Linked DNA regions of Mus musculus: all the other regions are linked to region 2. The links are chromatin contacts, called in public HiChIP or PLAC-seq maps. All regions are on one chromosome and are shown on one strand. The core of a region is the stretch at or near the end of the contact, and the rest is flanking DNA. Distances in the headings are between cores, read along the strand shown. Region 1 overlaps Stard13 (StAR-related lipid transfer (START) domain containing 13). Region 2 overlaps Pds5b (PDS5 cohesin associated factor B). Region 3 overlaps Stard13 (StAR-related lipid transfer (START) domain containing 13).

Region 1 (2,901 bases), core at 66-2,565, 410 kb before region 2:
GATGGTCATCAAATGTTCCCTGCCCTCACCTCTATAAATCTTTTAGGGATGTCAGTCCAACAGGAAACCCAGTGGTCTCCTGTAGCGCCTTCTGGGAACCTGCCACGACCTTTGGAAAATGTTGCTTAGTGATTCTACTTTCTCTCCTCATTTTTGCCAACAAGAAGTTCTATTTTTAGCAGAGTTTGGTAAACCCTTCCTTATAGATGTCCTTTCTCCACATCTTATTCTATGTGATTTAATTACCAGTTAATGCATTAATGCATATGTGTGTATGTGTATACATATAGAAGTTATATTAGAAACTTTTCTGTATTTTTATCTGTTATGTACAGTCTAGCTCCTTCAGAAGAATTTGGAAAAGTTCATAGTTATAGACAAAGACTGGAAACAAAAAATACTTGTTTCAAGTATCAACATCCTAATGCAAGACCTAGGTCGCCTCTTTTAACCTCCCTGATCCTTGGTCTCTTCCTCCTCCTGATGGAGGTGGTTAAATGAGCATTCTACATAATATGTTGGGCATCATGCCACAACTGAAATACCAACAGTAGCCACATAGATTTCTTTTAGCAGAATATTTGAACAGTTTATAGGAAGAAATTTTTGTTTAAAAGAATAATCACAGAAACTTTGTGAGCCTTATAAACCTTTCTCAAATGGAGTATGTTAAAGAGGACATTCCAGAATATGCCTTTTTGGAAAAGGGCAACATCTCAACAAATAAAGGAAGAGAGAACATTATGTTGTCAGGATATATTGTTAGCTCCCAAATAGCCTATTCCCTGTTTAGTAACTACCACAATTATTGTAAGTGTTTATATCCGGTCGAACCATAAAGTACCTTTGCGTGCTGTAAAACTTTTTCCTTTTCTGAGACAACTCAGGTGCAGTGTAGCCCTGTGTGCCTGCCATTGGTCAAGTGCAGTGGGAACAGAATAAACAGATAATGGGGGTCACAGATGCCTGCAAGTCAACTTCAGAGAAAGCCAGCCAAGGCCACAAGCACCTAGGCCTGTTTGCATGGCTGATTTGTCCAAGGCTATTTACTTACCTAGACACCCTAAGGTCTGTCTTAGAGTAACAGAATGACCTTTAAAGACACGACTTTACTCAGGGCCCACGTTCCGGCATCATGCCTTTATGCTTGCTTCTGTTAGAACTGGATCACAAAACAGGGAGCAATTAGAAATGTTACACTTCATCCCCAAATTGAGAAAGAATGCATCGGAGCTGGCCCTAGGGACCAAGAGGCAGCAGCTGAGCCTGCGGTTTTGTGGAGATTCTTAGCCTGCTATGTCAGAGACCACACTATGAAGTCATGTCAACCGCTGGGATCAAGGCTCATCAACAAAGCTTTCCGAGCAATGCAAGAGTCAGATAAACCTCAGCATTCCATGCTATTCCCTGGCACTCTCGGGGGGTTTTCCTTCATCTAGTTGGCGTAGGTGTGGCCATTGTCTACCCTCAGGCAGCCATGACAGAAGGACAAGGCTTATCTTCTCTGGAGTCTGTGACATTATCCCAGTGGCATGGGTGTCTCTGATTATATGTACTACATCAGAGTTTCATTTCCCAAATCACAAGATTCTCAGCCCTCTGCAAAGACTTTCGGAGCGCCTTCCTCTTCCCGGTAAGGCTCGATGTTGGGAAGGGTCAGGTTTTGCAGACAGTCACACAGCTGGCAAGCTGCTCTTTGGAGTCACTTCATTAGACCCCTCTCAACTCACCCCTGAAATAATAACCTGCCTTATCAAAGCCCTGCACTCTAGAAGGTCTTGTTCCCCTTCATCTTCTGACCTTATAAACTATAGACTGCGAGCAATAAAATCATTTTTAAAAAGTAGATTTAAATCATCTTAAAGTCACTCTTCTTGTGACCTTTAGCAGCTGTATCACCAAAGCTTTCCCAAGAAACGAACACTTAAAAAGATGAAAAGGTGGATATAATTTCTGACCTATTTTTGCTTTAGGAGCAATTCATGATGTGATCAAATATACCTTGCAAATTGTTTACAAATTTCCAAAGCTTTTTTTTTTTTTTATTTGAAATTTGCGTAATGCAGAGCATCGGAATGAAACTGAAGGTTTTGCTTCTGCTTTTGCTTTGATTAAACACTTCTTTCTGCATGGTTATATCAAGCATAGCAGGACCATCCCAGACCCACGTCCTTCACCGCTAGTCCATCACGGTGGCCAAGAGCTGCATGCTTAAAAACATTGGCCTTTTGGCTTTCATAGTTCATCTTTGTAATACATTTTATGCAAACCGCATTCTGGTTATTAAAAAAAAAAAATCCCAAGCTGGGACTCACTGCCCAGGATAGAACTTTAGCCAAAGAGGAATTCCTTAGCTTCACATATCACAGTATAGCTTACACAACAGGAAGCTTGTTTTCATCCTAAGGAGCACTGGGAAGCCAGATTCTAAAATAACAAAAAAGAAAAAAAAAAAATCTAGGGTCAGGTGCGGTCTGCCATTTTTACAATAACATTAAAAGGCTGGTTTCAGTCAGGTTTGTCACTTGCCTACTTCTCACTTGCCAAACCCCAGGGCACCGAGCATAGGCCAAACCAGGGTGAGCAGAGCAGCCAGCATCCTGAAACCAGGAGGGTTCAACTCCAGAAGGACGGCAGAGGTTCTGACTTTAAAAGCATCTAAACAATGCCTAAATATTTAGTACCTGATATTGCCTTAAGTATTTACCTAAAATAAGTAACACTTTTTATTTCTATTTCATTTATTTTTGCCTTGAGAAATAGCTAGAACGCAAATTTGTTTGTTTGTTTGTTTGTTTGTTTGTGAGATACAAGGTCTTACTATGTAGCCCTAATCGCTTAAAACTCACTCTGTAGACCAGGCTAGCCTAGAATTCACAGAGGTCCTCCTGCTTCTACCTC
Region 2 (2,921 bases), core at 43-2,542:
CAGAGCCATGCTAGTATTTTCTGTATCATTCCAAGTTTAGTATATGTGCTATCAACGTGAGGAGGGATATTTAAAAAAAAAAAAAAGTTTTTTGGAAGACAATGTCTAATCACAAGGTAAATAAAAAGAAAGTGTGAAGAAAGGAAGCAATGTGAGTGGAAGTCTGTGTTGTTGAGCCCAAATATAACCTCCATCTCAGCCACCATGGCCACTTTGTTCATGTGCCCATTGAGCAATGTCAAGGATGTCTGGGGAAGAGGCTGACTGACTAGAGAACGGGTCATCCTATCCATTTGATTACTGAACTCCTCCTCAGCTGAAGTCACCTTTTGATAAGCATTAACATGGAACACAAATATCTTCACATCCTTTGCCCACTTGGAGAGATCTATCCACATACTTCTTCCCCAGATGTTTTCTCACCAATTTTCCAATTGTGATCTTTCCAAGTCCCTGACCATCTAGCCAATCCATTGGCTACAGCCCATGAGTCAGTGAATAATCGTACATCTGGCCATTTCTTCTTCCAAACAAATTGTAATACCATGTGTACTGCTAGAAGTTCTGCCCACTATGAAGATTTCCCTTCACCTGTGTCTTTCAGGGTTGTCCCAGAAAGGGGTTGTAATGCTGCAGCTGTACACTTCTGGGTGGTGCCTGCATAACGTGCAGAGTCATCAGTAAACCCTGTCCTAGTCTTCTCCTCTTCAGACAGCCAGTCATAGGGAACACCCCATGAGGCCATAGGCACATGCTTGATAGTAGATAGCATTGTAACAGGAGGAGAAACCATAGGCATTTAGAGCAACTTCTTCATGTAACTTGCTTGTGCCTTCACAACCTGCTCGGGCCCAATCACGTATATACCACTTCCATTTGATAATAGACTGCTGCTGTGCATGTCCTACTTTATCACTTGGAGGGTCTGGTAACACCCAGCTCATGATGGGTAGTTCAGGTCGCATAGTAACTTGGTGTACTACTGTCAAACGTTCAGTTTCCACTAAGGCCCAATAGCAGGCCAAGAGCTGCTTTTCAAAGGAAGAATAGTTGTCTGCAGATGATGGTAGTAGAGCTTTGCTCCAAAATCCCAAAGGTCTCTTCTGTGATCCACCTACAGGGGCCTGCCAGAGGCTCCAAACAGCATCTCTATCTGCCACCAACACCTCAAGTTCCATCGGGTCTGCTGGGTCATATGGCTTAAGTGGTAGAACAGATTGCACAGCAGCCTGGACCTGCTGAAGAGCCTTCTCCTGTTCTAGGCCCCACACAAAGCTAGCAGCTTTCTGAGTCACTTGGTAAATAGGCCTGAGTAACACACCCAAGTGAGGAATGTGCTGTCTCCAGAATCCAAGTAGACCCACTAAATACTGTGCTTCTTTCTTGGTGGTGGGAGGGGCCAGGCAAAATAACTTATCTTTCACCTTAGAAGGAATATCTCTGCATGCCCCATACCTCTGGACTCCTAAGAATTTCACTGAGGTAGATGGTCCTTGAATTTTGGTTGGATTTATTTCCCATTCTCTGATACCCATATGTGTTACCAAAGAGTCCAAAGTGGTTGCTACTTCCTGCTCACTTGGTCCAATCAGCATAATGTCATCAATATAATGCACCAATTTTGTGGAAGAGACAAGATCCCTTCTAACTAAGTTATGACACAGGGCAGGAGAGATAATATATCCTTGAGGCAAAACTGTGAAGGTATATTGCTGGCCTTGTCAACTGAAAGCAAATTGCTTCTGGTGCTCCTTATGGACAGGTACTGAGAAGAAGGCATTTGCTAGATCAATAGTTGCATACCAAGTACAAGGAGCTGTGTTAATTTGCTCAAGTAACAAAACTACATCTGGTACAGCAGCTGCAATTGGAGTTACTACCTGATTTAGTTTTCTATAGTCAACTGTCATTCTCGATGATCCATCTGTCTTTTCCACTGGCCAAATAGGAGAGTTAAAGGGACAAGTGGTGGGAACCACCAACCCTGCATCTTAAGTCCTTGATAGTAGCAGTAATTTCTGCAATTCCTGCAGGAATACGATACTGTTTTTGATTCACTATTTTCTTTGGCAGAGGCAGCTCTAAAGGTTTCCTTCCATTTAGCCTTTCCAACCATAATAGCCCTCACTCCACAGGTCAGGGAACCAATGTGAGAATTCTGCCAATTTCAGAGTATATCTATCCCAATACATTCTGGAACTGGGGGAATGACCATAGGATGTGTTCAGGGACCTAGTTGACCTACTATGAGTCAGACATCAGTCAAAACTCCATTAATCACCTGTCCTCCATAAGCTCCTACTTTAACTGGAGGACCACAATGTTTCTTGGGATCTCCTAGGATCAGTGTCAACTCAGAACCAGTATCCAACAGACCCCTGGAAAGTCTGATTATTTCCTTTCCCCCAGTGTACAGTTACCCTTGTAAAAGGCCATAGGTCCCTCTGGGGAAGAATTGGGGAAAGGCTAACAACAAAACTTTTAGCTATCTTATCAAGATCCTTTCTCAGAGGAACCTGGCCACACCTTCACTCAAGGGGTTCTGGGTCTGCAAACTGGCTCAAATCTGGAATTGATTCACTGGCTGAGATTGCCTTTTGCCACGATCCAATGTAGCCTTTCTTTCATTTGAGAAATTTTTCTGCTTATACAGATCAAACAGATATGAAGTAGGCTTCCTATCTATTTTATGCCTGGAAACACTGACTGATTAGCCAGTACCAAATGTCCAAAGGAGTCATGCCATTATAAATTTCACCTCTCCTGTGCTGACCATTATGGGGTATGTCATTATAAACATTGTTTTGTCTACACTGTCCATTATAATAACTACGATCACCTTGTCTCTGGCAATTCAATGCTGCCACCTGGCCCTTGTTATCTCAGGGCCCAATTAAACCGACTGAATTTAATTCATCTAA
Region 3 (2,700 bases), core at 49-2,548, 440 kb before region 2:
GACAGCAAGATTAACTGGAAACACAGGGTGATGTCACAACAGCAGTGACTCTTCTCACCTGGGATTGATCTGGGGACACTGATGCTCACAGTCCTGTCTGAAGAGTGAAGTCTCCAGGTCTTCGGCCATCTGCTCGCAATAATGGCAGATTCACTTTCAGATCCCATGACCTCTCAGGGTGCTCTTGCAGGGGTTCTCAAGGCCTGGGGTGAGTGCTGCTTCCCTTAGAGTGCAGGCAGGGTCACCTCAACATCTGAGGCACTCACTGGGGTTCTCTCTGCCCTGATTCTGGCAGCAGACACTCTCCAAAAGAGCCTGCCACATTGTAAACCCATTAAGGCTTGACTCCCTGGGGACAACAAAGAGAACTAACTGCCTTTTGAATGTGGGCTGTGTGGAGGGGACAGCAGTGCCTTCTGGCACCGGGGCTTGTCCTCAGGGCCAGGGTAATCTGTAGGGAAAGTTACAGGCTTCTGAGGGGATATTTTCACAGGTTCTCCAAACAAAAGGCTCTTTCTTTCCACTCTGTCCGACTCTCCTGCTAATTAACTGAGCCTAGTGGAAAGCAGGCCACTTCTGCAAAGAGACTCCTGTGCACGGGGTGCTTAGGATGTTTTTGTCTTGTTTGTCCGAGGAGGCACTGAGAAGGCCCTATTTGGGGAGCTGGTAGCAAGGCTGCCTGCAGACTGTCACAGGACACCTCATTTCTTCTAGTAATTTCCCCCATATGCACAGCCCAGCAAGCTGTGCTCGCCTGGCAGACATGGTAAGCACCTCGTCTAGGTCACTCAGTCCCCTCCTGCAATTGATTGTCCTTCACCTCAGGGACCATTCAGTCCATGTCTTCTTGGCACTCCTGGGCTGTAGCTCACTGACCTCTGTTTACTGCCCTGTTGTCGCTATTTAAGAAGTCCCTTTCCAGACCATCTGTCTTAGATTGCTATTCTGTTTACTTTCCCGCAGGCCCAGGGCCCTGTCTCTTGTATGTCTTTTGAATTCAAAATGCACTGGAGGACCGGGAAGCTCATTAGGCAAGCAATTTCTATTCCAGCGTCTGCTTAGGCAAAGTTTGCCAGAGCCTGCCAGCCTTCTGGAATTGTGGCTGAACCTTTCGAAACTTAGCTTTTAACACTGCCTTTTTTTTTTCTTCCCTTGTTTTGTAATGTTTATAACTAAGTACTATGCAGTTTGGAAAGAGTACTGAATCTTGTTTGTTTTATTCCTGTGTATGACCTTGACCATGAGGAGACATGTAAATTTGATCTGACTCTTATCAGTATTGACTCAAGATTTCTCATTTGTTTCTGTTTAGGCCGGTTTGGTTATGAGACTCGGGGTTGGGGGGGAAGCTCTTCACAGGCCTCTAGTGGACATGCAGCAGAACTGTTGAAATCTCACATTCAAATGCATTGGACCTTGGTGTGGAATTAGGCAATCGCAGAAATAACATTCTTTGTTGGTATTTCAATTAAGGATAAGTCATTGCATTTGTGTTAAAGGCAAAGGGAAGAAGAGTGACCGGAATCAAATTCGTGTTTGCCTTTGGCAGATCACTACCTAGTGGTCAACTTCTGCCGGCTCTATATTTATTTTGGCTTTTATTTGTGTGCCTATGGGTTTTGGGGCCTTCGTGCCACAGAGTGTAGCATGTGAAGGGCAGAGGGTAGCTTGCAGGAGTCCGAACTCTCCTCCTCCCTGTTCATCTCATGTGGGTTCTGAAAGAATAAAAAGGGAAAGGAATGTGCCTGATTCCAGTGAGGCATGGTGGAGGAGATGGTTCATTGTTGACATGGAAGAAGGTGGGAACATCTGGGAGGGTCCAAAGTAGACATAACCCTGAGCCATTCGAGGAGAGGGGGGAAGGGAAGAGAGAGAGGAGAGAGAGGGGAACCAGCAGCCAGGAGGCCCAAAGGTACAAAAAGAGACTAGGTAACCAAAATGGTTAGATTATATAGCGAAGGGAAGCTGGAGGAAGGGCAGCCCAGCCCAATGGGCTGGAGAATTCAGGGCAGGGGATGGAGCACACCAGCCAGCCAGGATGGCCCCTTATCTGGGAGAACCTGGAAGCCTCTCCTTTGATATGTTAAGTAGGCCCCTCTGCCATTTGTCTAGGGTTTGAAACCTAACAGTTTCCAGTCCTGGAAACAAATGCCTCTTCCCTCTGAGCCTTCACCTTCTCCTCATGCAGTTATAACTTTACCAAATACTTTCGCTAGAGCAGCCATACAGAACAATAAAGAGTCTTATTTCATCAAAGCAATTTAATTGTAACATCACCTTATCATTTCAAGTCAACTGCATTGTGAATTCATTTTGCCCAAGGTTGGTGAGGTCTTTGAAATACCTGCTATTTTAATAGATTCGTAGTCTGAATGCTTCACCTGAACTAAGCAAAAAAAAAAAAAAAAAAAAAAAAAAAATCACAAGTCCTTGTCAAGAAATATGTGAAGAATCATTATGCAGAGAGAACCCCACCCTTCCCCGACGCCTGAATCCCACTCCCCACCCCCACCCCCCACCCCACATACAGTGATTTTCCATGAGGGCTCCCTTGCCTCTTCATGCTTCTGTGCCTCGCTTTTATGTTTCCTTTGCTTGAGTAACTCCACCCTTGCACCACTTAACCCACCCAGCAAAATCCTTCATATCCTTACCCATCCAAATCAAATGTTCTTTTTTCTTTCTTTTTTTTTTCTTTTT

The links. HiChIP or PLAC-seq counts read pairs in DNA pulled down with a chosen protein or histone mark.
Region 1: a contact with region 2 is called in a FOXA1 HiChIP or PLAC-seq map of pancreatic cancer cells. The contact joins two enhancer-like sites. A contact is called at or near these places in 1 of 484 Hi-C or Micro-C datasets (cerebral cortex) and 1 of 115 datasets of contacts at active chromatin or transcription factors (pancreatic cancer cells).
Region 3: an HNF4G HiChIP or PLAC-seq map of pancreatic cancer cells shows a contact between it and region 2. The contact joins two enhancer-like sites. A contact is called at or near these places in 1 of 484 Hi-C or Micro-C datasets (nephron progenitors) and 1 of 115 datasets of contacts at active chromatin or transcription factors (pancreatic cancer cells).

Annotation. Positions count from the first base shown.
Region 1 is chr5:151,111,310-151,114,210 of GRCm38.p6, reverse strand. All of the region lies in intron 1 of Stard13 (StAR-related lipid transfer (START) domain containing 13), which reads left to right. Among named protein-coding and RNA genes, the nearest start is that of Stard13, 77 kb to the left of the region's middle. Within about 2 kb of position 1,315, at least 56 of the 459 cell types and tissues checked have an H3K27ac peak or open chromatin away from gene starts, as enhancers often do. A contact at or near this core is called in pancreatic cancer cells, where this site is marked.
Region 2 is chr5:150,705,187-150,708,107 of GRCm38.p6, reverse strand. The region is part of intron 1 of Pds5b (PDS5 cohesin associated factor B); the gene reads right to left. It also overlaps the pseudogene Gm24630. Among named protein-coding and RNA genes, the nearest start is that of Pds5b, 33 kb to the right of the region's middle. Within about 2 kb of position 1,292, at least 27 of the 459 cell types and tissues checked have an H3K27ac peak or open chromatin away from gene starts, as enhancers often do. A contact at or near this core is called in pancreatic cancer cells, where this site is marked.
Region 3 is chr5:151,141,104-151,143,803 of GRCm38.p6, reverse strand. All of the region lies in intron 1 of Stard13 (StAR-related lipid transfer (START) domain containing 13), which reads left to right. Among named protein-coding and RNA genes, the nearest start is that of Stard13, 48 kb to the left of the region's middle. Within about 2 kb of position 1,298, at least 151 of the 459 cell types and tissues checked have an H3K27ac peak or open chromatin away from gene starts, as enhancers often do. A contact at or near this core is called in pancreatic cancer cells, where this site is marked.